Regions from separate parts of the Mus musculus genome. Here regions 1, 3, 4, 5 and 6 are each linked to region 2. A link is a contact called in public HiChIP or PLAC-seq and promoter capture Hi-C data. All regions are on one chromosome and are shown on one strand. The core of a region is the stretch at or near the end of the contact, and the rest is flanking DNA. Distances in the headings are between cores, read along the strand shown. Region 1 overlaps Napepld (N-acyl phosphatidylethanolamine phospholipase D). Region 2 holds the start of Rsbn1l (round spermatid basic protein 1-like). Region 3 overlaps Dnajc2 (DnaJ heat shock protein family (Hsp40) member C2). Region 4 holds the start of Fbxl13 (F-box and leucine-rich repeat protein 13). Region 5 holds the start of Lrrc17 (leucine rich repeat containing 17). Region 6 holds the start of Napepld (N-acyl phosphatidylethanolamine phospholipase D).

What was found. Promoter capture Hi-C pulls out the DNA fragments that hold promoters and counts their contacts. HiChIP or PLAC-seq counts read pairs in DNA pulled down with a chosen protein or histone mark.
Region 1: a contact with region 2 is called in a promoter capture Hi-C map of hippocampal neurons, with 2.1 times the contacts expected there. The contact joins the enhancer-like site here to the promoter of Rsbn1l in region 2. A contact is called at or near these places in 7 of 39 promoter capture datasets (the 3T3-L1 cell line, hematopoietic stem and progenitor cells, hippocampal neurons and 3 more), 7 of 115 datasets of contacts at active chromatin or transcription factors (astrocytes, bone marrow-derived macrophages, large pre-B cells and 3 more) and 1 of 9 other capture datasets (liver).
Region 3: an H3K4me3 HiChIP or PLAC-seq map of bone marrow-derived macrophages shows a contact between it and region 2, with 9 times the contacts expected there. The contact joins the enhancer-like site here to the promoter of Rsbn1l in region 2. A contact is called at or near these places in 3 of 39 promoter capture datasets (the C10 cell line and liver) and 3 of 115 datasets of contacts at active chromatin or transcription factors (bone marrow-derived macrophages and large pre-B cells).
Region 4: a promoter capture Hi-C map of pre-B cells shows a contact between it and region 2, with 8 times the contacts expected there. The contact joins the promoter of Fbxl13 here to the promoter of Rsbn1l in region 2. A contact is called at or near these places in 19 of 39 promoter capture datasets (the 3T3-L1 cell line, 3T3-L1-derived adipocytes, the C10 cell line and 12 more), 1 of 15 datasets of contacts at CTCF or cohesin (large pre-B cells), 7 of 484 Hi-C or Micro-C datasets (CD4 T cells, the HPC-7 cell line, cranial neural crest and 2 more), 19 of 115 datasets of contacts at active chromatin or transcription factors (the NIH/3T3 cell line, the SCID.adh cell line, T-cell acute lymphoblastic leukemia and 15 more) and 3 of 9 other capture datasets (adipose tissue, embryonic stem cells and liver).
Region 5: a contact with region 2 is called in a promoter capture Hi-C map of cranial neural crest. The contact joins the promoter of Lrrc17 here to the promoter of Rsbn1l in region 2. A contact is called at or near these places in 2 of 39 promoter capture datasets (the 3T3-L1 cell line and cranial neural crest).
Region 6: a contact with region 2 is called in a FOXA1 HiChIP or PLAC-seq map of pancreatic cancer cells. The contact joins the promoter of Napepld here to the promoter of Rsbn1l in region 2. A contact is called at or near these places in 11 of 39 promoter capture datasets (the 3T3-L1 cell line, the C10 cell line, embryonic stem cells and 5 more), 5 of 484 Hi-C or Micro-C datasets (CD4 T cells, embryonic stem cells, muscle stem cells and 1 more), 10 of 115 datasets of contacts at active chromatin or transcription factors (the SCID.adh cell line, astrocytes, bone marrow-derived macrophages and 7 more) and 3 of 9 other capture datasets (adipose tissue, liver and macrophages).

What each region holds. Positions count from the first base shown.
Region 1 is chr5:21,678,843-21,682,852 of GRCm38.p6, forward strand. All of the region lies in intron 2 of Napepld (N-acyl phosphatidylethanolamine phospholipase D), which reads right to left. Among named protein-coding and RNA genes, the nearest start is that of Gm51277, 6.9 kb to the left of the region's middle. Within about 2 kb of position 2,634, at least 46 of the 459 cell types and tissues checked have an H3K27ac peak or open chromatin away from gene starts, as enhancers often do. A contact at or near this core is called in bone marrow-derived macrophages, hippocampal neurons and memory CD8 T cells, where this site is marked.
Region 2 is chr5:20,950,405-20,954,447 of GRCm38.p6, forward strand. Rsbn1l (round spermatid basic protein 1-like) reads right to left here and starts at 1,418. Exons shown (of 8, transcript NM_001080977.1): 1 at 853-1,418. The coding sequence starts at 1,381. A630072M18Rik (RIKEN cDNA A630072M18 gene) reads left to right here and starts at 585. Exons shown (of 1, transcript NR_030699.1): 1 at 585-4,043.
Region 3 is chr5:21,765,811-21,770,096 of GRCm38.p6, forward strand. Dnajc2 (DnaJ heat shock protein family (Hsp40) member C2) reads right to left here. Exons shown (of 17, transcript NM_009584.4): 8 at 2,836-2,927; 9 at 2,627-2,748; 10 at 746-895. Among named protein-coding and RNA genes, the nearest start is that of Dnajc2, 17 kb to the right of the region's middle. Within about 2 kb of position 2,896, at least 8 of the 459 cell types and tissues checked have an H3K27ac peak or open chromatin away from gene starts, as enhancers often do. A contact at or near this core is called in bone marrow-derived macrophages, where this site is marked.
Region 4 is chr5:21,644,200-21,648,569 of GRCm38.p6, forward strand. Fbxl13 (F-box and leucine-rich repeat protein 13) reads right to left here and starts at 1,406. Exons shown (of 21, transcript NM_001199632.1): 1 at 1,263-1,406. The coding sequence starts at 1,337. It overlaps Armc10 (armadillo repeat containing 10), which reads left to right and starts at 1,807. Exons shown (of 6, transcript NM_026034.5): 1 at 1,807-2,036. The coding sequence starts at 1,904.
Region 5 is chr5:21,541,805-21,545,877 of GRCm38.p6, forward strand. Lrrc17 (leucine rich repeat containing 17) reads left to right here and starts at 1,723. Exons shown (of 4, transcript NM_028977.1): 1 at 1,723-1,915. Fbxl13 (F-box and leucine-rich repeat protein 13) reads right to left here. Exons shown (of 21, transcript NM_001199632.1): 12 at 1,856-1,985.
Region 6 is chr5:21,700,111-21,704,275 of GRCm38.p6, forward strand. Napepld (N-acyl phosphatidylethanolamine phospholipase D) reads right to left here and starts at 1,286. Exons shown (of 5, transcript NM_178728.6): 1 at 1,095-1,286.

The sequences.
Region 1 (4,010 bases), core at 1,384-3,883, 730 kb after region 2:
GGGATTCTTGATTTCTCGAAGCAAACAAAGTTGCTTGTCTAGACCAATATTGTCTTGGTTAACTTTCCTTCATGGAAACTGCAAAAGGGAAAAGAATCCTAATGTTTTGGTTTCCTTGAGGAAAGGGAAAAAGGCCAGGTCAGGTGGTGCTCCACAGAGAGGGCGCTTCTAGTTCCCATTATCTGCTCCCTCGAGCTTCCCAAGGAAAACCACCCACACGCCTGTTTTGACGTAAAGACTGCTTTGATCCCAGGGAGTAGCAGTAAACTGTGGGTTGTTTTGCAGGGAATACAAATCACCCAGTGAGTGGTGATTTGTTGGTGAAAGAAAATATTGGCCGGGTGTGGTGGCGCACGCACGTCTTTAATCCCAGCACTCGGAGGAGAGACAGGTGGATTTCTGAGTTCGAGGCCAGCCTGGTCTACAGAGTGAGTTCCAGGACAGCCAAGGTTATACAGAGAAACCCTGTCTCGAAAAACCAAACAAACAAACAAACAAAAAAAGTACTGCTCTGCTCATCGGAATCCACCCTCGGAGGGGAAGACTTTCACGGAGAACCTTTTATGGTTCAAACAAACAATTTTTTAGACAATTTGCCATTTTAAACATCCAGGACAAACCCTATTATAAGCAACTCTTGGGATCTGTAGTCTTTGGCTGTACTGGAATTTTTTTTCCTGTGTCCAATGTACACAAAGACTACCTAGACATTTTGGAACAAAACAAAGGATGGAATTTTCCAATGAGTAGATAAAGGAATTGCCTGCAGCTGAAGAAAGTATAGAAAGTGTATTTTCAGACTGAAAACACCTGCTAGGGACTGACTACAGGGATGAGTACAAAAGCAAGATGTCCAGGTGAAATTTTAGAAAGTAGGTACCAGCAAGATGTCTGGGTTTGCTCAGTGTTGGAGATTCCAAGCCACCATCAAGTGGCTCTGTTGCTCTGTGCCCATGAGGGGCAGCACAGCATGGTGGGGGATCTACAGCAAGTCCCTTACATTCCTGCCCAAAAATGAAAGAAAGGAGAAAGGAATGAGAGTCCCACTTTTTCCTTCAAGGGCATGCCACCAATGGCCAGGAGACTTCCTACCGCCCCTACCTCTGAGTGCTTCTACCGATTCTCAATAGCATGAGGCCGAAGAATAAACCTTTAACACATGAGCTGTGCAGGTCAAGTAAGATTTAAACCACAGAGGAATGTCTCCCAGGACTGGGAGAGAAAGAAGGCCACACAGTCAGGGAGGAGCATAAAATTGGTTCCCATCTCCCAGAGCCCCACTCTTTTTTACCCAGCCACGCTGGGGCAGCCTGTTTGCCAATTTGACAGCATCCTCCAAGTCATGAAACTCACAAGTCATCTGTTTCCCTCCCCCTAACATGCTGCCTGCCCAGGGTTATTTTTCATTTCCCCTCTGTAGGTGACTATGAATCATAATAACAATCAGACAATGTCACGGAGCCAACAACAACACAAAGCAACAACAGTCTCTGAACAATGTGTGGCCTGTGAGCTGACCGACACACTGCCCTAATGTTCCAGAAGAGACAAACAGACAGACAGACAGACACCCGGAATGGCCCAGGGAAGAAACTCTTTCTCGCCTGACAACTAAACTGTGTATCCTGTTTCTGACCCACTTTCTTTAGAATTATCAATTAGTGTGCACATTAATCATACGTTTCCTTTACAGCACTTTCAGATATGTAGGTAAACAAATGCAATATACTGTAACATGCTATAAATAACATAATATATAATTATCCTATGTAAATATTAATTTCTTTTCCGAGTAGTGACTTAAGGCCATGATCTACTCATAAAATGACCTCCAGAAATCTGATTAAATCTGAGCTGACCTCAGGTCTCGGGCCCTCACCTACTTGTCCTGCTATTGTTTCTGTCTGGGGATTTGGGATCTGTCACTGCCCTGGGGAAATGCTCTTCCTCTCAGCATGGTTTTTTTTAATGTGTTTAAACACAAAGTTACAGTTTTCCCAGAAGTAAGGGAAGCCAGCATGCATCTCATCTAACTCTAGGCTTTCACAGAAGACAAGGAAGAGGACAGACAAGATGCCATCGGTGAGGCACACACTGGAGTAGTGCAAAGGTGTTTTCTTTCAGATTATACCGAATTCATTCTTAAGTGGCATATTCAAAGATATGAGTCCCTTTGGTATCTTTTTAATACACTGAAGAATGCAGCCATACATAGCCCTCCCTCTCACATCTCTGCTGACTCACCACTCCTCTGGTGTTTTAATACACACACAGCTGGCTGACTTAGTCTATTCATGTTTTAGCACATAACAGAGTGTGCCCGGCACACAACACATGCTCAGTAAATACCAGCTAACTAACCGAGTGAACGGAGAGACTTGCGGCCCTAAGATCCACACCAGTGCAGCCAGGGGCAGTGCTCCTCTATGGCTTTTCTTGGGTTTCCAGGAGGGACAAATATTTCCTTAAGACCCACTGGCCTGGTAGGTCCTCAGAGTCAATCCAATTTCTAGAATCTCTCAAACCTGAAGAACTACAACTGTACGTTCATGCAGCCACTGACTCTTCCAAATGAAACAGCCAGCACTGAACCTCTCACTGACAACCTCTATTTTTAGAAGCTGTGGTTCAGAACAAGGAAGAGATTCACACCAACAAAAACCACACAACTCACCATCCTGACCTTACACCCTAAGCCCTCTCCTCCCAGGTTGAATGTTTCTTCTCAGATGGAGTTCATCAAGGGGGATGGCGAGGGGGGAGGCCAGGTGAGAGGGTACACACCTGTAAACCCAGCAGTCAGGGGCTGAGGCTGGCAGATCACAAGATCAAGGCTAGTGTGGGCTATCAGTAAGTTCCAGTAAGTACCAGTAAGTTCCAGTAAGCACCAGTACGCTCCAGTACGCTCCGGTAAATTACATAGGAAGCTGAGTCTCAAAAACAAAAACAAACATGACAGTTTCCTTGTCCCTTTGCCTCATCCTAAAAAGCTCTGAATATAAATGTTTATCTATTAATCTCTAGCCTAATTCAGAAGGATCTTAAAAAAATATCGAGGCCAGGCATGGTGGTACACTCCTCATGGCACTTGATAATTTTACAAGTTTGAAGCCAGCCTGGGCTACAGATCAAAACCCCGTCTCAATCAACAAAAGCAATTTATCGGGCCCCAGGTTTAATCTGCAGCACAGCAAATATATGCATATATGTGTTTGTATACATGCATATCTATATATAGAGAGAGATATAGATATACCATATAAAGATGACTATGAATATTTCTAGCATGGAAGTGATAGAAGATTTCTTTTTTTCCCATCTCTCCCCGCTTCTAGTCCCCTTTTCTTGAGCCTTTCTGTATAGCCCTGGCTGTCCTGGTACTTACTATGTAGATCAGGCTGGCCTTGAATTCATAGATCCACCTGCCTCTGCCTCCTAAATGCTGGGATTAATGGTGTGCACCACTATTCCTGGCACCATATAAGATTTCCAATCCTATATCCTTTAAAAAAAGACAAGCAACATTTATCAAACAGATCTAATGCCAGAATCCACCTCCGCTGGCACAGTCCCCTTACCTCTTCCCACTGTAGATCAAAGCCTTCAGGAGTGCCCCTAACTCCCCAAAGGGTAGGCAGGATCAGAGTTAAAGAAAGATGTCAGGAAGTACAGGGGGAAACTAAGGAAGATTTGAAGGAAAGAAGATGCCCCTGTAATGGGAACGGTCACCCTCTCATGCACCCCTGCCAAAGCCTACCTTATGCTAAAAGGGGACAAATGACACCATAGCAAAGCTACTGTCCTTAAAGGCTAACAGACAGTCAGCCTTCACAGCTCTGCAAAGGACATCAAAAGATTTTTTTTATAGCAGCATCGGCCAAGTACAAGTATTAAAGGCACACTCTAGGTCATGGCTTACTTTGCAAGATCCATCCAAACTTCTACTTTCTAAAATGCATCATGCATTTTCTCATCTTCATCTGGAAAACCTCTGCAAAACAGTTTTCTAG
Region 2 (4,043 bases), core at 168-2,667:
CAACGTATATTTATATAACCTCGTGATCACCTAAAGATCTACTTTCCAACCCATATCCACTTTGTATTAGTCAGATCTCTACATATCCACAGATGACTAGAATGACCCCTCATTTTAAAGAAAATACGGAAAACTCTGCTAGCTTACATTACAAAAGAAAACTGAAAAACAGTTGGGAATTCCCCCCCCCCACCCCACCCCACCCCCGGCAGAAACACTCTGAAGCCACTTGATCTGGCCAAAAGACGTCAAAACATCCGATTTTATCATTTGCTGAACGAGAAAGAAAGAAGAAAAAAAAAAAAAAAGAATATGGCTGAAAGCTTCTGAAGGGTAGTATTTAAAACAGGACCACGCAAAACACTTTAACAATATGGAATGTGGGCACCTCAGAAACCGCACACTTGGTGCCCTGCGCACGACCTCATCTCCCTAGTAGGGATGAAACATCCTGGTCCCCGTGGTCCCTGGGAGCTTCCAGCTTCCGCCAATACACCCGACCACCCACTTTTTTTTTTTTTTTTTTTTGGACAGGATATTCTGGCGTTGGAAGCTGCGTCGCAAACATGAATTTCCTGCGATCCAGTCCGATCCCTTTCGTAATCTTTAAAAGACCTGTTCTCTTCTGCCTCCCCAGCCAAAAACACACCGGGGAGCGGGGTCCTCTAGACCCACTCCTTCACGCGCGTCCTGCTGCGCGTTAACTGGAAGGCGAAACCGACACCGAAAACCAGGAGTTTCAGCCATCCCCCCGGTCGGCGACCGAAACTCCAGGCTCCATTTACTTCTGGCCCCGCGGAAGGCTGCAGCCCCGCCGGCCGCCGGCGCTCCCCTCCCCCGCGCGGCACCCACCTCGCGGCAGCGGCTTCGCCTCGCCGTTCTCATCCCGGGCGGCGGCGCCGAGGCCGTGCTGCCTCCGCTTCTCCTTCTCGCGCTTCTCCTTGGGTCTGCGCGGCTTGGCGGCGGCCGGCGGAGCGACGGGCGGGAGCAGGACGCGGTGAGGCTGAGCGTGCAGCAGCGAGGGAGTGACCAGCAGTTTGCGCGGCAGCGGCTGAGACGAGGAAGCGGAGGCTGAGGAGACGCTCGGGCTGGCGGAGAAAGAGTAACAGCTCCGAGAGGTGGACGAGGAGGAGGCGGCGGGCCGAGCCGCGAAGCTCCACGCCGCCGGGCTGCCGAAGCTCTGGGGCTGCAGCTGCCCGCCGTTCCCGCCGCTGCCCCCCTCCCCGTTCACTCTCCGCGGCGCCTTCTTCTCCTCGGTGCGAACCTTCTTGGCAGACATAGAGCCCGGCGGCTCCCGCGAGGAAGGCTGTACTTTGCCAGATGCTTCCTTCTCAGAGAGGAGAGCCACGGCGCCGCGAGCTGGGTTCGGCGGTTCCGCCATTTTGCGCTCCTGTTGTATTTACTCTCCGCCGCTCCCCGGAGCGGGGGCGCGGGGCGGGGTGCCTAGGTCCAGGCCGAGCTCCCATTGGGCGCGCTAAACTGAGAGATCCCGGAACAAACCAATCAAAGACGCGGACAGAAGCCGTCGGGGTGGGGTCACCGAGCGGACCTTCATTTGGAGGTCAGAGGTCTTTTCGGCGCGGCTGATGGAGAGCTCGCTGAGAAGGGAGGATCTCCCGACCGTCGCTCGGGAGCCCCGAATCTGCCCGGACCGAGGTAGCGCTGCCGTTCGCTCAAAGACTTTGCCTTGTTTGTACCGCTCTCTCTTTTTACCTTGAGGTGGCTTGGGTCCCTTCTGCAGGTTCTGAAAAACGAGTTCTGGGTTGCTCGTCTCGGAGAAAATTTGTCGAGAGTCCGATCAGCAAAGGCAGAAATGGTGAAAAGTTGCCTTATTTTAACTAAGGTCGTAAAAGTTCGTACTTTAAAAGAGAGTTTTCTGCAGAGCTGGAACTTGGATCACTTCCGATCGTGAAGATAAAAATCACCCACCGTTTGGAGGCTTTAAATTGAGCTTGAGTGCTAAAGGTTTTCACTTTAATTATTCTTTAAACGACACCAGGAAAAAGCCACTAGCGGTGTTTGTAAATGTTTGAAAATGCAGTTAGAGTTCTGTATTTCAGAGTCAGCGCTATGAAACTTCGCCAAGCATGTACCTTGATTTTTATCTCAAAAGATAAGGAATTTGGGGGAATGGGTTACAACACAGTTCAAGCTTTAGACAAGAGCATGCCTTAAAGTCTTAGATCTTTTGTGAGATTAGAATGTAAAGATAACACATGATCATATTAGCTCAGCAAGAAAAAGGAGTTTTCTGATCCCCTAAGAGGGACATTAGCAGTTACTTTCCGCAGCTAACAGTTGCCTTTCAGGAAACTGCAATGGTCTGTTGTTACTCCTCTTTTACTCCAAACCCACTTCTTTAGGACTCGGTGAGGGGAACACATCAAAATCTAACGCTGTTTGTAAATACATTTTTCTTTTTTTGGTTGGTTGGTTGGTTCGTTTGTTTTTTGAGTCATAGTCTTCCAATATTGTCCTGGCTGTCCTGTAAACCAGCCTGGCCTCGAACTCAAATCTTCCTGCATTTGCCCAACTCCCTTTCCCCCAGTGCTGGAATTAAAGAAAGGTGTGTACCACTGCATCTGTCCTCATTGTTTTTAGTTTTTAGAAGTAAATTGTTAATATATAGAGTATTCCCTGAAGCTAGACCCAGAGAGACAAATTTTGCATATTTTCTCTAATGTGTGTAATCTAGTTTTAAAAACACACACACAACATAAAAATAGAAGGGAAATGGGAAAAAGAAAGGTGATGAGCATAAGAAAGAAAGTCACTTCATCTCCCTCACCTGGGAATGAGTATGTCTACATCCAGGGCAGGGGATGAGGGAGTGGTGGTGTGACTGAGCAAATAAGGGTACAACATGGAAAGTGTTGGAATGAAACTGAACGCTAAGTAAGAAAACAAAAGGAAAAGGGGTTTCCTCTCTAGATTATCTAATTGGGACATTCATAACAGTGTCAGTTAGTCTAATGATTTTTTTTTAATTTTTTCGGTTTTTGAGACAGGGTTTCTCTGTATAGCCCTGGCTGTCCTGGAACTCACTCTAGACCAGGCTGGCCTCAAACTCAGAAATCCGCCTGTCTCTGCCTCCTAAGTGCTGGGATTAAGGGTGTGTGCCACTGCTGCAAGGCTCTAATGATCTTTTTAAAATGCATTTTTCTATTTTTTTCTCTTTTAGAAAGCATTTGCTTGTGCAGAGGGGAACAATGTCCGGGAGCAGAATTAATGATCTATTAAATAAAAACACATCTATGTTATGTCTGCATGGCAAAAATTAAATATCCAGCCAGACAGTGGTGGCTCACGCCCTTAATCCCAGCACTTGGGAGGCAGAGGCAGGCAGATTTCTGAGTTCGAGGCCAGCCTGATCTACAGAGTGAGATCCAGGACAGCCAGGGCTAAACAGAGAAACCCTGTCTCCAAAAACCAAAATAAATAAATAAATATCCTAGCAGAAAGCAGGTGCTGCAGTGAACTGGCCTGTCTTCCTGGGGAGTGGCATACAATGGGGGAAACGATAGGACTGGCAGTCACCCACTCACCAGCCTTGAGATTCTACTCAGGCCGCTTTGCCTGGGAAGCTCTCTGTTGTCTTATTTGGTAAATTTGACTACAAGGTTCCTCTATTCTTGATTTGCCATTTTCAAGATTTGCAGAATCACATTGTAACTGTTAAAGTTAAAATAATTTCTCAGCACACTGGAGGCAGATCTGCAGGCAAATCTCTGAATTCCGGGCTAACCTAGTCTACAGAGTGAGTTCCAGGACAGTCAAGGCTACAAAAAAAAAAAAAAAAAAAACCTCTGTCTCAAAACAAAACAAAACAAACAAACAAAAAGTAAGGAAACACTTAAAATAATTTACCGTCAGACATGGTGATACAGCCCTGTGCTCTCGGCATTTTAGAGGGAGCCACAAAAGGATCAGATCCCCAACTAACGGCATAGTAAACTCAGGCCAATATGGGCTACATGCATACCTATCTCAGAAACTGAAGCAAAGTACATTGTAAAGTAGTTTCCTTATTATTGTGTGTGTAC
Region 3 (4,286 bases), core at 1,646-4,145, 820 kb after region 2:
AAGACTTTGAGGGAAATGGTCCATCTATGTGGTTGTAGCAAAGGCCTCATCCCTGTTGGGTAAAGGCTTTCCAGGTGCAGCCTGTTAGGAGAGAAGTGCCCACACTCCTTTAAGGAGCCCCTCGCCTATGATAAACTCATTGACTCCCCAGAGTAAACCTTGGTGGAATCTTACCTCAGTTTGTTGTTGGGGCCTTAGGAGGAGAGGGAGAAGGGCTCAATACCACCACCACCCCCAAGGAATTGGAGCAAACACTTGCTGAGTGTGCCAAGTACTGTTTGCAAACTGTCTCATTGACTGTCTCAGCTACAGGCACAAAGGAGGTAAGTGAGCACCAAGGTTTTGCAGTTACCTCCGTAGGGCCCCATGGCTGCACACTTCAAGGCCAGGCTAGGCTACATGAGATGCTCAGTTAGGCTGCTGGAAAAGCTCAGTAGTTAAACACTTGCCGTGAGCCTGACTAAGTTCAATTCCCAGCACTGTAAGGAGAGAACTGACTCCCACAAGTTGTCAGCTGATCCCCACACATAGACTATTGCTTGTGTGTGTCCACATACACACATAGAGAAAGAATGTAATAAAAAAGACACTCGGCCTCAAAAGAAAAGAAAAATCAAATAAAAACAGAGCAAACCTCCAAATATGCATTTCAAGATAACACATGCATGTGTTTATGCGTGGTGAAGCACTTTCACGCTTCAAGGCGAGCGCTCATGCGAGCAGCTACCCCAGCAGTCTGGCATACCTTGCACGAGTTCCGAAGTTTCTGCCTTTCCTTTTTAATGGCTTTCTTCTGGATATCTTTTTCCTTCTTGGCCAACAATGCTTGCTGTCTAACTTCTTCCTCTTCTTTCTCCTTAGCCAACCGAACAGCTTCTAATTCAGCTTGTCTTTGCTTTAAAAAGATGAGCAAAATCATTATTTAATAAAGAAGCTAGTGCTTGTAAATGCATTATGATCTTATTTAAATGTCCAGTCTTTTGATGAATTAGATCAAGATGATATCAACTTAGTGATTGTACTGGCTAGCTTTGTGTCAATTTGACACAGGCTGGAGTTACCACAGAGAAAGGAGCTTCAGTTGAGGAAATGCCTCCATGAGATCCAACTGTAAGGCATTTTCTCAATTAGTGATCAAGGGGGAAAGGCTCCTTGTGGGTGGGACCATCTCTGGGCTGGTAGTCTTGGTTCTATAAGAAAGCAGCTGAGCAAGCCAGGGGAAGCAAGCCAGTGAGTAACATCCCTCCATGGCCTCTGCTTCCTGACCTGCTTGAGTTCCAGTCCTGACTTCTTTCAGTGATGAACAGCAATGTGGAAATGTAAGCTGAATAAACCCTTTCCTCCCCAATTTGCTTCTTGGTCATGATGTTTGTACAGGAATAGAAACCCTGACTAAGACAGTGGTAAATAAAGGTAAGGAGAGCCGACAAAATTCTACAAATTATAAAATTTTACTTATTATAAAATATAAAAGCCAGGCGGTAGTGGCACATGCCTTTAATCCCAGCACTTGGGAGGCAGAGGCAGGTGGATTTCTGAGTTCGAGGCCAGCCTGGTCTACAAAGTGAGTTCCAGGACAGCCAGGGCTATACAGAGAAACCCTGTCTTGGAAAAAGAAAGAAGAAAGAAAAGAAAGAAAGAAAAGAAAGAAAAGGAAAGGGAAAGGAAAGGGAAAGGAAAGGGAAAGGAAAGGGAAAGGAAAGGGAAAGGAAAGGGAAAGGAAAGGGAAAGGAAAGGAAAGGAAAGGAAAGGAAAGGAAAGGAAGGGAAAGGAAAGGAAAGGAAGAAAGAAAGGAAGGAAGGAAGGAAGGAAATATAAAACAGGCAGTTAAAAAATAAAGCAAGGGCCAGAGAGATGGCTCAGCAGTTAAGAGCACACTCGAGAACCCAAGATTGGTTCCCAGTACCCAAGCCTTAATTCCATCTTCAGGGCATCTAATGTCCTCTCCTCCTTCATCAGGCATGGGTACACATGTAGCATATAGCACAGACATTCACGCAGAAACACAAGTTAAAATAAAAATAAATCTGACTAAAAATAAGTAAGTCTGGGTGTAGTGGGCACAACTTTAGTCCAAACACTGCAGAGGCAGAGGCAGAGGCGCAGAGATACAGAGGCACAGAGAGGTGCAGAGAGGCAGAGGCAGGCAGATCTTCCAAGGCCAGCCTGGTCTATACAGTGAGTTCCAGAGCAGCCAAGGCTATATAGTTGAGACCCTGCCTCAGATAAAGCAAAACAACTTAAGAAATAAAAGAAAGTTGAAGGATTTTTGAATGATGTATTTTGTTTGTTTAGTAAGGAACTGTTGTAAGACACCTAGTCAATTTGTTAAGATTCACTCACAAGCCAGGCATAAGTGGCTCATGCCTGGAATTCAAAGTGAGACCCTGTTTCAAAATGTCAGAAATAGGTTTGGTGTGGTAGCAGAGGCAGGCAGATTTCAGTGGGATCAAGGCCAGCCTAGTGAGTTCCAGGCCAGGGCTACATAGTGAGAGCCCATCTCAAAACAAACAAGTAACAACCATATCAAACCTTAAAAGCCATCGCTCAGAGTGGTACTCAATTCCGTTTCTAATTACTCCACCTTCAGGACTGAAGCCTTTTGCAGCCCTCCATGTAGCCTTACCTTTTCTTTGGCTTCCTGCTCCTTCCGCCTGGCCTCTGCTTTTGCTTTCTTTTCTGCTTCTTTCTTGGCCTTTTCTTCTTCCTTAAATTTTTTTATCCTTGGGTCACAACTGTAAGCATTATCTACCCAAAAAATATGGTAATCTTGTCAATGTCTAACATTCAAAGAACGTAAAAAATTTTTGTGAAAACCCCATTAACTCTACTTACCAACTAATGTTCTTATTCTGTTCATCTCTTCCTTTTTCCTTTGTGCCCTCGTGGCTCTGTTCTGCTTTTCAATCCACTTCCTCTCATCACGGCTGTAAGACAGAAAAAGTCAATACCAAGCAAGCACTACAGATGACTGGAAAACAACACTTTATAAATTCAGTGCAAGTGTCCTAACAATGAAGCCGCTATCCCTCATTCCTGTTATTTAAAGGGTGGTTTCATTTAGTATTAATTTTCATTGCTTTTCTTGATATTTATGTAAAAAGAATTTCCCTACACATTAATAAAGAAACTAAAACTAGCTTTGGCAACCAAGAGAAGACCTTATGGAGCCGAACTATTTTGACACTATTTTCCTTGACAATTTCTTAGGTGTATACTAACCTACTTGGCCCCACCTAGGCTTATATACTGGGGCTCAGAGAGAAGGCTCAGAAACTGAAGCATTGCTGTTCTTCCAGAGGACCCAACTTAGGTGCCCAACGCTCACACTGGCAGCTTAGAACTGCATGCAACTCTAGTTCCAAGTTCTAGTTCTAGTTCTGTGCTGGGCTTTTGAGGCACCAGGCATGCATGTTGTGTATATCCATACATGAAGGTTCTCATAAACATACATCCAACCAACCAACCAACAAACAAACAAACCCCTATTACCAAAATGTGCTTACTGGGATGACAGTGGCCATGATTCAGTTGTGGGGTAACCACCCACTTTATGATTTGGATTTGAGGTCTACTCTGGAGCATGGAGTTCATGACTGATAATCTAAACTTGGTCAAAACCTCATGGATAGAAAGGTTATAGGCCATAGTGGGGAATCAACTATTACTGTTTTGCTAAACGAAAATGTTGTCAAGTTGCCGTCCAAGTATTGTATTTATATCCGTAGGCTGTGCAGCTCTCTCTAAGTCAGGAGGTGGTTAATGCAGACTCCTAACTTGTCGATGTGCTGAGGGTAGCTGACTGGAGCATTAGAGTATGGCCCTCACTCCCTGACACCCAAGGGTTCAGGAACATCACAGAATGGAAGAAGACAGACTATGGCAGCTGCAGGATGTGCAGGGGTGCTGTGAAATGTCTTCTGAACACGCTGGGGCCCCTGCAGTCGTGAATGCACAGAGCTGTGGCAAGATTAAGCCTGTCCAGAGCCCTCATGGGTGGAGGAGGAGAGTGTGAGGGCCACTCATTCTAACTGAGACGCTACTGGCAGGTAAAAGTTGCTGGGGGGAGGGGAGTAATTTTTCTCAGTAGTGTAGCCATGAGTAAGGTGCTCACAATCCAGCAAATAACTACACGTAAGCAAGCACATGCTGGTGAAAGAAGGAAGGGCAGAAAGACAGGAGCATGTGTGGCAGGAAGGTTTCCAGAGGAGTGGGAGGAGGCGAGACGGTGAACATGATCAAAACACATCCCACGCGTATATGAATTACCAGAGAACAGACACTTT
Region 4 (4,370 bases), core at 156-2,655, 690 kb after region 2:
GACTGGAGGGGACTGGAGGGGACTGGAGGCGGAGGTAGAGGAGGAAACCCTGCTCCTTCAGAACTGATCTACTTTCACTGCTCAGAAAGGACTTTAAGTCTGCGGGTAAGAACCTAATGGACTTCAACTGTGCTCACTTGAGGCTGGGTGCTGTATCTCCAGACACTTCAACCAAGGATGTCGAGGCCAGTAATTAGGCTCTGCTTACATAAGGTCAAAATGACACATTATCTTGAATTCCTGGCCTCCCCACTCCCAGAACTAAATGAAGCTGTTCATAAATGCACTATATGTTAGTTACTGAGAGAAAAAGAAACTTCGGTTTTTAATCTAACTTTGTTACAGACTATACTCTTTGGGTGATGTTAATAAAAGGGGAATGTTTATCCTTCTGGGACTCTGGGGTGGTACCCAAGGAGGGTTTTCCCTTCTCCTCTGATAGGGGGAAGGGGGTAGTGGGGGAGGGGCTTGTAAGGGACTGGGAGGGGAGGAGAGGGGTGGGCTGCAATCGGGAAGTAAGTGAATAAAGAAATTAAGAAAGAAAAAGAAAAGGGGTAGTAGTTTCTTGGCAACATTTAGAAATGTAACCTTGAAAGTCACAAGAAAAAATACTGATGTCAGCATTGTGAAGACAACACTTAAGGTCGACTCTCCCTTCAGAAGCCCGCAATTGTCTGACCAGGTGTGTTCTACTCTCTCTACTGGAGCACCTTTGTTCCTGCGTTTAATGAAGCCAGCTTTGCTTCATACAAGTTGGCCCCGAAATTCATTTCTTTGTTGAAACCAAGACCTCAGGTTTTGCTTGGTGGCGATCTCTAAAAAGGTGTGTTGTGAAGCTGTGTGTAGAGGCAGGTGACTCTTCTTCCCTCCTGCTAACAACGAGGCGGGGCGAAGCCTACACCCAGAACCCCTCAAGTCTTTTGTCTTCAAGTGGCTCACCACTCACTTCTTGCTCAAGACGCTCTTCCATAATAGAATTTAGTAGTTGACACTTGGAGATTCCAACCCAGGCCCTGTGCTCTTTGCGCCCCCTGCAGATTGTCACTTTCCCCCGTCCCCTTCCTTTGTCATCCCCACCTGGGCTTGGTTTTAGCCACCGGCACCCTTCGGTCTTCTCTAACCTACCCTTCTCTCTCTAGTTACCCTAAATTGACTTCAAGCTTCCCCATCCTGCTCCTTCTTAGCTCCAGTTCCGGGAATCTCCTTGCCTCTCCCAGTTTTTCCCCGCGCCCACTGTGTGAGAGGCTATGTGGCTGCAGTACCTCACAGATTTGAGGAATGTACTTGTCCCTGAAGTAGCTCCTTAGCCTGGGGGTGGCACTGCGTAGTGAAGCCATGGTCAGAAGCAGGACTCAGAATGCGTTTCATAGGTTACTGCTGTTCACGTTGAGGAGGAGAGACGCGCCGGAGCGTTGCCTAGCAACCACAAAGGAGGTGCCAAATAGTCCAAGCCTTTCGCGAGATGAAGAAAGAACCTAGCAGGGAGGGGGCGGGGCAACTGGGGCGGGGCGGGGCGATTGCAGAGGGGCGGGGCAGAGAGGGGCGGGGCGAGTGCAGAGAGGCGGGGCAGAGCGGGGAGGGGCGGGGCAGGACAGTACAGGCCGGGGCCGGGTAAAATGAGAGGGCTGGACGGGAGAGTGAGTGTTGGGGCGGAGCTAGGGTCTGTGTTCAACGCGCCGCAGTCCCGGTCTTGGTCCAGGAAAAAGCTGCTTGCACTAGGGGCATCCCGCCTGCCTGGTGAAAGGAACCGCAGCACACAGGGTGGGAGGGCTTCCGATTTTAGCAGGGCGGCTTCCGGAAGGCGGAGCTCCAACCCCATTTCCTTTCTCTGGGCTGGTTCTGGCCCAGCTGCACCTGCGTGTGGCCCTGGCTCCTCGGCTCCCTGCAGCTCCGAGGCAGCAGCATGGGTGGCGCGCGGGACGTGGGCTGGGTGGCAGCAGGGCTGGTCCTGGGCGCCGGCGCCTGCTACTGTATCTACCGGCTGACTCGGGGACCGCGGCGAGGCGGTCGCCGACTGCGCCCTTCGCGATCCGCAGGTGAGGCGATGGGCTGCCCGGCAGGTGGACTGGTTCGGGGCTCCGGACCCACCTCAGGCCAGGCTGGGTTGGAGGTGCCCTAGACACCCGCGACTGCATGGGGAGAAAGGCTGGAGGTAGACAGACGACTCTGGAAGCCCAGGTTGCCTTGGGTGGGTCCTGAGCCGCTTCCCTGCTCCCACTTCTTTGTTTAAAATAAGAGCTGAAAACATTGCCCGAAGTGTCCTGTTACTTCCCTTCGGCTTCACAGCCAAGAGCTGAGGTTTCTCCGAGCCAAGTAGATTGCCTCTCATTTTAAAGTTTTACCTGAGCTTTTGTGTTGTTATCAAAGAGATGCCCCTTACTGTGAGAAGGTTCTCAGGGGCCTCAAGCCTGGGTTGAAACTTTGCTCGTGCTATGTGAAGAATGGATCCCTGAGATGCAATTCTGCCAGCACTTTGTGGCACCTGTCCTGGGAAGTACCTTTAAGTCATCCGTAGCGTCCCTGCAACCGGGGTGTGTGTGTTGGGAATAAGAACCACAACCAACAGGAGACACACCCTTCTAAAAGGATGGCTTAAGTCGTGAAAACTGTTGGAAAAACTATTTGAAATAAAACCTGCCAACCAATACCTGCTTGCCTCAAAGGTAGAGAAATATATTTGTTTTTAAACTGAGGTTGGTGGGAGCTAATTGCCCTTCCCTAGAACAAAAATAAGGCACCTTTAAAGGCAGGTAGAAAACACATCTTTGGGTTGTACAACTAGCATTTACTTTTCAAAATTTGCACTTACTAGAAGGGACCAGGAACAACCATGGATTTATATTCCAGCCTTCCATTTCCTCCAGGAAATGCTGTAAGAAAGGGGAGTGCACAGAACCTTCCCCTTTGGTCACAGAGGAAAGCAGTTTTTGAAAATGAGCATTTGCCCTTACAAAGCCTGATTTGTAGGGTGCTTGTTTGTGTGTGGGTTTTTTGTGGTTTTGTTTGTTTTTTCTCTCTGTCAAATATTTCTATACAAGAATACTTTGGTGGGTTTTTGTTGTTGTTGTTGTTGGTGGTGGTGGTGGTCTTTTGTTTTGCTTTTTTAAGGCAGAAGATCTGATGTGTCCCTGGCCTGGAACTCACTGCATAGCAGAAAATTTGAACTTCTGATTCTCCTGTCTCCATCTCCGGGGTTGCTGGGTCTGACAGCATCCACCACTACACTTTGGTACTGAAAAGAAAACCAGGGTCAGACAGCTTTAAAAATCGATTGCCCACAGCCCCTTCCCAACGTTCTACCCTTGCATTTGAGAGAAATCTATTTCTTCTTCTCCTTAAACTGTTGAGAAGTGTGTAATTCCTCCTGTGAAGTTTGTTGGTCCAGGAGAGGAAGGTGTTGCCTAGCTCTAATCCCAGCCCGAGTCCACTGAGGTAGGATGATCACGAAATAGTGCCAGTCTAGGCTAACCTGCCTCCAAAAACAAGTGTATTCCCCAAACAAAGACTCTCTGAGGCCATTGAAAAAGATGGAAACAGTATCAAATAACTCAACTTGATGTAAGACCCTGACTTATATAATATAAACTCATTCAATCATTACTAATGAAAATCTATCAGGGAAATAAGATACAGAGCCCAGATGGACACATATGGAGAATTGATAGAATTATATGTTGTTTATTGTATTAATATATTTTTTAAAACTACATGCTATTGTATAAAAGTTATTAAAATAGTATTTCTGACAACTTGTAACAGTAAGAATAGAAGGAATGGGGCTGGAGAGATGACTCAGAGGTTAAGAGCACTGACTGCTCTTCCAGAGGTCCTGAGTTCAAATCCCAGCCACCACATGGTGGCTCATAACCATCTGTAATGGGATCCGTTGCCCTCTTGTGGTGTGTCTGAAGGCAGTGTACTCGTGTGTGTGTGTGTGTGTGTGTGTGTGTGTGTGTCCCCACTGGGAGGGGGACATCTAAAGTGCTTAAAACAATGAACAATGCCAGGCAGCCATCTACAGAGCCTCTGACATTTGACTTAATATTTCTTTTCTTTATTCTTTCAGACTCTGGCCAAAAGAAAAGTGTAAGCAGGCGTTCCCACACACTGCACCTCCCTGGTCCTCAGTAGCGCCTCCCCTCCCACGGGCCAGCCTCCATGGCTGACACCACTTGCATTTTTAAAGCCATGACCTTCCTTCTTCCTCTTCTCCCATCTCCCTCTTCCTAGCAGATGCCAAGATTTGTAGCTTGCCTGTCCTGTGGTTTTTCTCTTAACACATGAAAATTGTCCATGACCTTTAAAAAGCCAAACAACTGTGCCCAGTATCAGAGTATATGTTTGAACATTTCACACATTAACAATAAAAC
Region 5 (4,073 bases), core at 473-2,972, 590 kb after region 2:
TCAGGTATGTTTGGCAGTAGAGCACAGAATCTTACTTGGACTCTACTGTATCTGCTAATAACTGCCTAGAGAGAGAGAGAGAGAGAAAGAGAGAGAGTGTGTGTGTGTGTGTGTGTGTGTGTGTGTGTGTGTAGATGTGTGTAGATGTGTGCATGTGTATGTATGAGTATATATGGGAATGAGTGTGCTTGTACATGTTTGTTCATGTGTGTACGTGGGGCGGCATGAATGTGTTTGTGTGTGTGCATAGACAAGTTTATGTGTGTTGTGGCCACAATATGCATGTACACAACATAAGGCCTACTGTGGGAGACTGTTTAAGGTGAGATGCAGGGAAAGTGCTAAAACACTTACAGTTAGCAAGTTTGGCTGGAGGAATTTTTTGAGCACACAAATTTCTCTCTGTACTTAGAAACACTTTTCTCTGTGGTAGGGGGGGTCTGTGTTTCCTAGGGTCTCATCTGAGGTAGTGTTCTACCCTCCCACAGATGAGACACTATCCTCTTTGATGAGATTGTGTCAAAGGGACAGCTCCCAGATCTGGGAGAAAGACATTCCTAGGCTGTAAAACCATAACAAAGCTTTTTAAAGCAGCTGCTCTCAACGGAAAGCAGAGAAAGAATGTACAATTCCTACAGTCCCAGGTTTTCTTAATAAGTACTTTAGAGACATCAGATGGCCAAGGTCAAAAAGCTATCAGAAATCCAGCCACAATGAGGAAAACAAGGGTACTTCCAACTTAAGTCCTGGTTGGTACTAATGCACGTCTGCACGCTAGTTCACGGAAGTATCCATTCTGTACATTTATTTCAACCTTAGACAAGTCTTCTCTTCTCACCTCTCATACCTAGAACACTAGGAAGTCATGTTCAGGGAACAGTGCAGCTGCATAAGAATTCCTTGCCCCGTGGTGTCCGCCTCCAGGTGCTTATCATGTGACCTACACCATAGGCTTCTAGGCAAAACTGGCCGGTTTATTCTACCACTTGGAACTTTGGTAAATGGGCACAAAACCCTCACAAGGAATCCACTGTATAAAGAGTGATGTCTCACCTAACACAAAAACAGCTCAATCATTGGCAACTACAGCTAGCTGGTTGTGGTTAGACATTTATTTTAACCAGCTCTCACCTGTGTGGCATTATGAAGAACATAGTATACTACTGAAGACATCAATATTGAGACACGAAGAAATGGGAGAAAATTGGTCACAGGAAGGATAGCTTAAGTCTATGGAAACTATAGATAGCAGAAGGAACTGTGGAAGAAGTAGCGAGTGCATCTGAATGCCATATATTTCACATGACTGCCTGCCCAACTTCCCCAATCCCTGTCCCTTCATCTTCAAACAGTTTCCCACCCGAATCTCACATCTTTGTAATATTTAGGATATGTATGTAATGCAGTTTTAAACATTTACGGTCCTTTATGTGGGACTTCTATTTCTCACATTTATTGCTTGTAGCATTTTACCCAGAGAAAAGCCCACGGGGGACCTAACTGCCTTGTCAGGAATCCTGTGTATCCCACCCCATTTGTTTGTATCTTAGTGGCTCTATAAAGTTTTGGAGATTTGGACTCTGCCCTCAAACTGTTCTCAGAAGTGGTCCGTTTCATCATCCAATGAGCTCTGCCTGTTTGTTGATGTGACGCGCCTGTGGACAGAAGCCAGGCGCCTATAGTAGCAATCCTGGAGAAAATTGAAGCAGCTGTGGCCATGTAATTTAAAACCTCAGCAGAGTGTTCTGTGCTCCACGCACAGCATTAGTGCAACATGAGGGCTGGATGCAGCTGGCTCTCGGGAGGACGTCCTCGCCTGCTGCAGGACAGAGAAGACTGAGACTGGGAGGCAAACCTGGGTGCAGCCGGAAAGGTCCAGATAGATGAGCTTGTGGCATCCGTTCCCCAAGTTCAGGTACTGTAAGCCTTTGTCGGTGAACTTTCGGCAGTAAGCCAGACTGAGGTTCTGTAAGTTGTGGAAGTACCTGGGGCGATGGGGCAGAGAGGGGAGGAAGGAGAGTCAAATACTTAGCTTTTCTCAAGTCTTTCTTGAGCCACTATGACAAAGAGACCGAAAGCTGTATTCATCGTGCACTCTGCTTGCAGATGTTCGGCAGTTTTACAGCTGCAGTCTCTCTTGCTGTTACGTGAAGGGGGTGTCAGTGATAGAGAAGATAATGCATGGCTGCATGTCAAAGGGAAAGAAAGGCTATCTGGGAGGATTCCATGAAACTTGATGGGGTAACACTTTTCTTGGCTGGAGGGTGGGTGGAGTCTTGCATGCATATTATTTGAAAGTCTGTTGCTGAAACCCAAGTTAGAGTTTACTCTCTAGTTTTTAGCTCTTACCTTTGCCAAACTACTACATGAACTGTTGAGAAAGATAAACATTTCATAAGCATTTTATGGAAAGTAGCTGTTCCATCATGGTGAGGAATCAGGGCAGAAAGAAGACAAAACCTTACGCAGCAAGCTAAGTGGGCAACACTTGAGACAAATAAAAAATGGGTCTGATTAAAAAAATGATTTAAAAGCCAGAGATTTCAACGTGCATGGCTTTGTGAGTAATGATGTCCTTAGGATAATTAAAAATAACGGTTCAGACTGATATGTACTCAGGAGTTAAACATAGGCTAAGAACATCGAGTAGCTAAGTGGGCAACACTTGAGACAAATAAAAATTACACAGGAGGCTGTCAATCTCACTGGAGTTGGAACAGGAAAGATGCCATTACCACAATGACCAAAATGAGAGCTTCCAGAAGAAAGGGGACCGGGCGGGCATGGGTTGGTTTAGGATGTGTCTGTTCCACCACGTAAGGGCTGGCATTTTCAGGACACTCTGTGGACAAGCTTCTAAGCCCTCCTCAGCATGGCATTCTTTAAAAATGTAAGGATTCTTGCTGCCTCCTTGTGCAATAACTACCAATACGCTCTTAGTCTGGAGTCTGCAACAGCTTAGCGGCCATCGAGTACTCTAGAAGGAGGCAGAGAATGCCCCTCCACCTCTCCTGATGCTTGCAAAGCAAGTTTATCTTAACATAAATGTGAAATAAGATATGCAACCCTTGCCCATAGGTTAGATTTAGCCCTAAAATCAAAACTCAAGTCTATATGATTTAATGGCTCTATTCCGAGGTGAGTTACTGATTGAGAACACACGTTCCCCTCTGGGAATAGCTGTGTGCATGAGATTCCACAGAAGAGCCAAAGCAGCTTTTGGACCACAGTGGCAGTGGGCTGGACCTGGAAAGAGAGAACTCGCTAACATCCAAAGACACACCCCTCTCCTCAGCCCCCCAGTGGACTGAGAATGCTTTCTCTCTCTTTCTCTCTCTCTCTCTCTCTCTCTCTCTTCTTCTTCTTCTTCTTCTTCTTCTTCTTCTTCTCCTTCTCCTTCTCCTTCTCCTTCTCCTTCTCTTTCTCCTCTTTCTCCTTCTCCTTCTTCTTCTCTCTCTCTCTTTTCTCTCTCCTCTCTCTCTCTCTCTCTCTGAGCTTGGGGTGCCATTTCTCATAACATTGCTTTAATGTAGAGATAGAGGGTGGTGAGACAGACAGTACACACCATGAAAAATACACAAGAATTTGGACTCTGACCAAACTGAGTTATAATCAGAGTCTTAATGCTTTTACTATAACTTCCCTATCCCAGTGAGGATTGCTTTCCTGGCTGCCAAGTGAAGACAATAGTCTTTTGTTTAGGAGTTCCCCTTTTGACAAGCCCTTAGCAAACTCTGGAGCTTAAGGCTTTTCTGACCTTCAGTTTTCTTATCTGTCATGGATTTGATCCCATCTGCTCTTGCCTTTGAGAAATGTGAAAAATTAAATGAGTATTCAGATCTAATAGAACTATCAGGAAGGTGATTTTCGATCATTGAAAACAGCAGAGGCACAGCAGACTTAGAGAGTTTAATGCCTTATTATTATTGCTACTGCTACCACCAAATTAACAATATACTGCCCTTTTAATTTAAGTGTGTGTGTGTGCACCCCTGCCTGTCTGTGTGTGCAAACATGCATGTCTGTTTGTATGTCAGTGTGTGTTTATTTGTATGTGTGCACACATGTCTGTG
Region 6 (4,165 bases), core at 36-2,535, 750 kb after region 2:
TCTTTGAAAATTATGACTGTATTTCCAATTGACTTACACCCATTTCAAACCCTCGATTCCTCTTAGATTCTGATTTTAAATGCACATTTTTGCCCTAAATCTTTAACAGAGCTAACATTTCCTTACAACAAAAATCAAACTATTTTTTTTAATTAGACTGTTGTAAGATACAAGTAATCACCCTTTTAAAGATTATGTAACTTCTTTCTAAATCATGTTGTTACCACTAACTTCTACCCAATGTGACAAAACAGAACTGTTATACGTCCATCTGTTAATAAAGATGAAAATTATTTCTTAATTTAAGAGAAGTGTGTTGCAAAAGTGGCTTTCTGACTTCATGCTAAGCCAAAACCACCCATGCAAGTCACAGCATAACAACGTATAAACAGCCTACAGTAAGGGCAAAGCAAGAATCCCAGACTTTTTTTTTTTTATGTTGTTGACTTTTCTCAATCCCTTAATGTTTTCTGGGTCTGACTGTTAGTACACATTATCCAGGTTCCACTGGAGACCTTGAACGCATATTCACAACAACCGGGTTCATACCGCGCTCCTTGGGAAGAGGAGTCCATATGAACCGCCATCAAGAATAGCCGATCTAATGAGCAAACACAGTACAAAAGAAAGAAAAGGAAAAAGAAAAGAAAGAAAAAGGTCTATTGCCATCCTTCTCTAATCCCGCCTCGTACTTTTATTCATTCTGTGGTTAAATAAGTTACTCTTACTTTAAGAAAAACGGCAATAATGCTTTGGGGATGGATTTTTTTAGGACATAAATACTACACCGAAGCTGAAATAAGTTGCTCTGAGCAAGTTGTGGACCCCATTCATTTACATACAACCAAATGAAGATACACCCACTTGTATTCCTATCGTGGAGCTGTAACCAGGGAGTCTGCAGCAGGAAGGGTAGATCTTAAATCCCAAATACAGCTACTTCCCTCTGGGCGCCTAAAAACGCGGTGGCTCTTCACGTAAGCGGATCCAGAGATGCAAGCTCCGCAACTCCAGAGGTGCGGTAATTCAAAAGAAGCCTGCCACTCACAAGTGCATCTCCAGGAGGAGGCAGGGCTTGGGTGCTAGAAACCTACTCGAAACCCGCTGCACTTCACCGAGGTATCCGAACAGCCCCAGAAAGGCTGTTCCACGCAGATATCGAGACTAAGGAGCAAACCAACGAAAAGGAACCGCGGTCGCCGAACCGCCTCCCGCGAAGATCCAGGCTAACAGCAGGGAGGCTCACCCGCAGGCGCTCAGGTTCCCGGGAAGGCGGCGCGCTGTATGTGGGCGGGGCCATGCCGGTGGGCGGCGCTGGAAGGCGGGGGGCGGAGTTGGTTAGAGGGCGGGATGAAGCGAGGCTGCTGGACGGAGCGGAAGCTCGAGGGGCGGAGCCATCTTGCGAGGGTGGAGCGAAGGGGCGGGCTCACCTTGCGCGGAGCGCAGGCAGGCGCGCGCTGCGTCGCGTCTCCTCGCCTGAGGGCCTCGGCTCTGCGGGCCCAGCCGCTCTACGCCCTCCTCCCGCGTCTCTCCTCCCTCGGCCCGGCCACCCCAGCTCCGCTGAGGACACCAACAGCTGCACGCAGCGCCTCAGCACGCGCCGCCTCCCCATCTTTGGTGGCGGTCGTCTCTGACCATGCGGTCCCAGGCTGCAGCCGGGTCATACCGGGAGCCACCCCCTGCCTGGCCTTTACCAAGATGGCTGCCCCGGAGGACAGAGGCGCAGAGGCCTCGAGGCCATCTTGGTAAAGTCCGCGCAGCGAGCAGAACTGATACCGCAAAGCTCTCTGACCAGTTTGGCTCCCAGCCTTCCAGGTCACGTGAGCTCATTCCTTGACAGTTGCTAAACCCAGAAGAATCTGGTTGCCCAATGTGCCTGTCGTGGCCCACTATGTACAACAGCACTGACAGTCTTGACTAAAGAGCTCGGTTACAGACACTGATTATATATAGTGAGTACTGAGTATAAATGGCTCCACTACCTTGTGTACTCAGTTACATTTTAAATTATGTCAGCCTTCGGCATATAATGTTCTAAATGTCTGGCTTTTTGAAATCTCAGGATAAGATCAAAACATAAAATTACAATTCTGAAATTCTTAACTGGTTGAAATTATTTCAAGAGATAACTTGCAAAGTCATACAGAATTCAATGGTAAATAGATAGGCTGACAGTTTAAATACTCTTGAAGGTCTTTGTGAGATATATTCATAGACCAGAACTAAATAGATTGTGTCTGAGATTGTGTTAGCAAAAAGAAAAGAAAGACCAGGCATTAGTACAGATACGCTAGGAATATGCAAACCAAACTATAATGCATTTAGAAAGTGACTATAGCTATCTAATACTGCAGGACACTATCGATGTATACTTGATTTCCTCAGGGTAGTTTGCAGTTGTAACTGATTGTTTTCCTTTTGCTAGTTTTAAGTGTAAAACTAGCAAAAGTTTAAAGTTTATTCCTGATAGCTCTTTTGCGCCTGGGTGGGGCTGAATAATTCTCGACATGCATTAGCAAATTTTAAAAAAGAAGGGAAGACACACTTCAAATTCAACCCCAAAGGACAGACTGCTATTACTGCTTCGATTCCTAGCATCCTTGCTAGGGAACTTTAAACATGTCATTTCTTGCCCTTATTCCATCAGTCACTGTGAACACATTTTATATACACAAAAAATGGGTCTGCATTGTCATGCTGTTTGGATAAATTTCTGATACAATAATGCTTAAATCATTTGACTCTTCTAAGAAGAAATATTCTGGGTTTCACAACCACAATAGCATTTTCATACAAAAGTAAAAGGTTTAGTTTGACATGCCGCCATGTTCACAGAGTAGTTACCTCAGCACAAGATATGAGTCTATGAGTCAGAAAATGAAAATGGAGTGCCTCTTAGCATGGTGGAGAGAGGAGTCCTCAGGGAGCTAGTGTTTTAGATAAGCAAGGCCAGTGTGTGTCGGGAAGGATCACAGTATGCAGTAAGGTTTGTTTTCCCAACCCAGCAAACACTACAGAAGTTTCAGAACTATGGAAGAATTCGTTGTTTTCCCTAGAGAAACCAAAGGAAGCAAATCAGTACAACAAATTCTATCCTGCAGAGCAAACCCTCTCCAGTTTGTTCTCCTTCACTTAGGACAGAATGAACATTGCACCCTAAGCGTTTTACTCATGGTTTAATTTTAGACTCTGACCTGCTGAACTGAGTGAGTTTTATTTGCCTTTCCTATTTATGTCTCTCTTAGGAAGTGGAACACTCAGAACGTAAGGCTAACTCTTCGTTTTCTGAATTGCTCATTTTTAATAAAGATGAGTAAATTTACACAAGTCCCTAAAAGTAGCTAATGACCAATGTAATTTTTTTTCCTGAAGGCCAACACTAGAGAATTATTTCTAGAAGACTTTAATATCAGATCTGTATTTATGGAGCTACCAACTCAAAGATTTCCTAACTATTAAAAAATATAGGCAAGGGAAAAAAGAAATCTCAAAGTTGAGTGGGAAAGAGTTGCAGAATGGGGGAAGTGAATTTATTAAAAATATGTTGTATGAAATTCTCAAAGAATTAATAGAAAATTGTTTAAAATATGTAAAACACATGTATACTGCCAAGAGATGACAGGAAGATACTTAGACAACTAAATTCTAATCACTTTTTAAAATTAACTATCTTTGACGTGAGAAAATCTCCCTTCTACCTCCCAAGTACTTAGTCCCAATCCGCCACTGTAGTTGTACTGTTCTGTTCATCTAAAACAACGGGGGTAATTGATAAAGGAGGGGAGGGTGCTGATAACAGTGGCTAGTTGTTCTGTTTTGGACCATTAGTCAGCAACTATTGGCAAAAGCCCATAGTTTCCATTTGTTTCAAGGTTTTTTAAAGAACAGTTTCAACTCTCATAGAAATGCTGCTGCTTTTTATGGTGAAAAAGGAAAAAAAAAAAAAAAAGCACATGAAAATTCACTATCCTAATCACCTGAAATGCACAGTTCAAAAGTGTTGGGGATAGCAAGGGGACTCACCAGGCAAAGGTGCTTGCCATGCAAGCCTGCCAACATAATTCAGCCCCTGAAAGGCAAGAACCAATGACACAGTTCTCCACAAATACACTATGGCACACATGCCCATACACATATCATGCACACATCCAGTAATAATTATTTT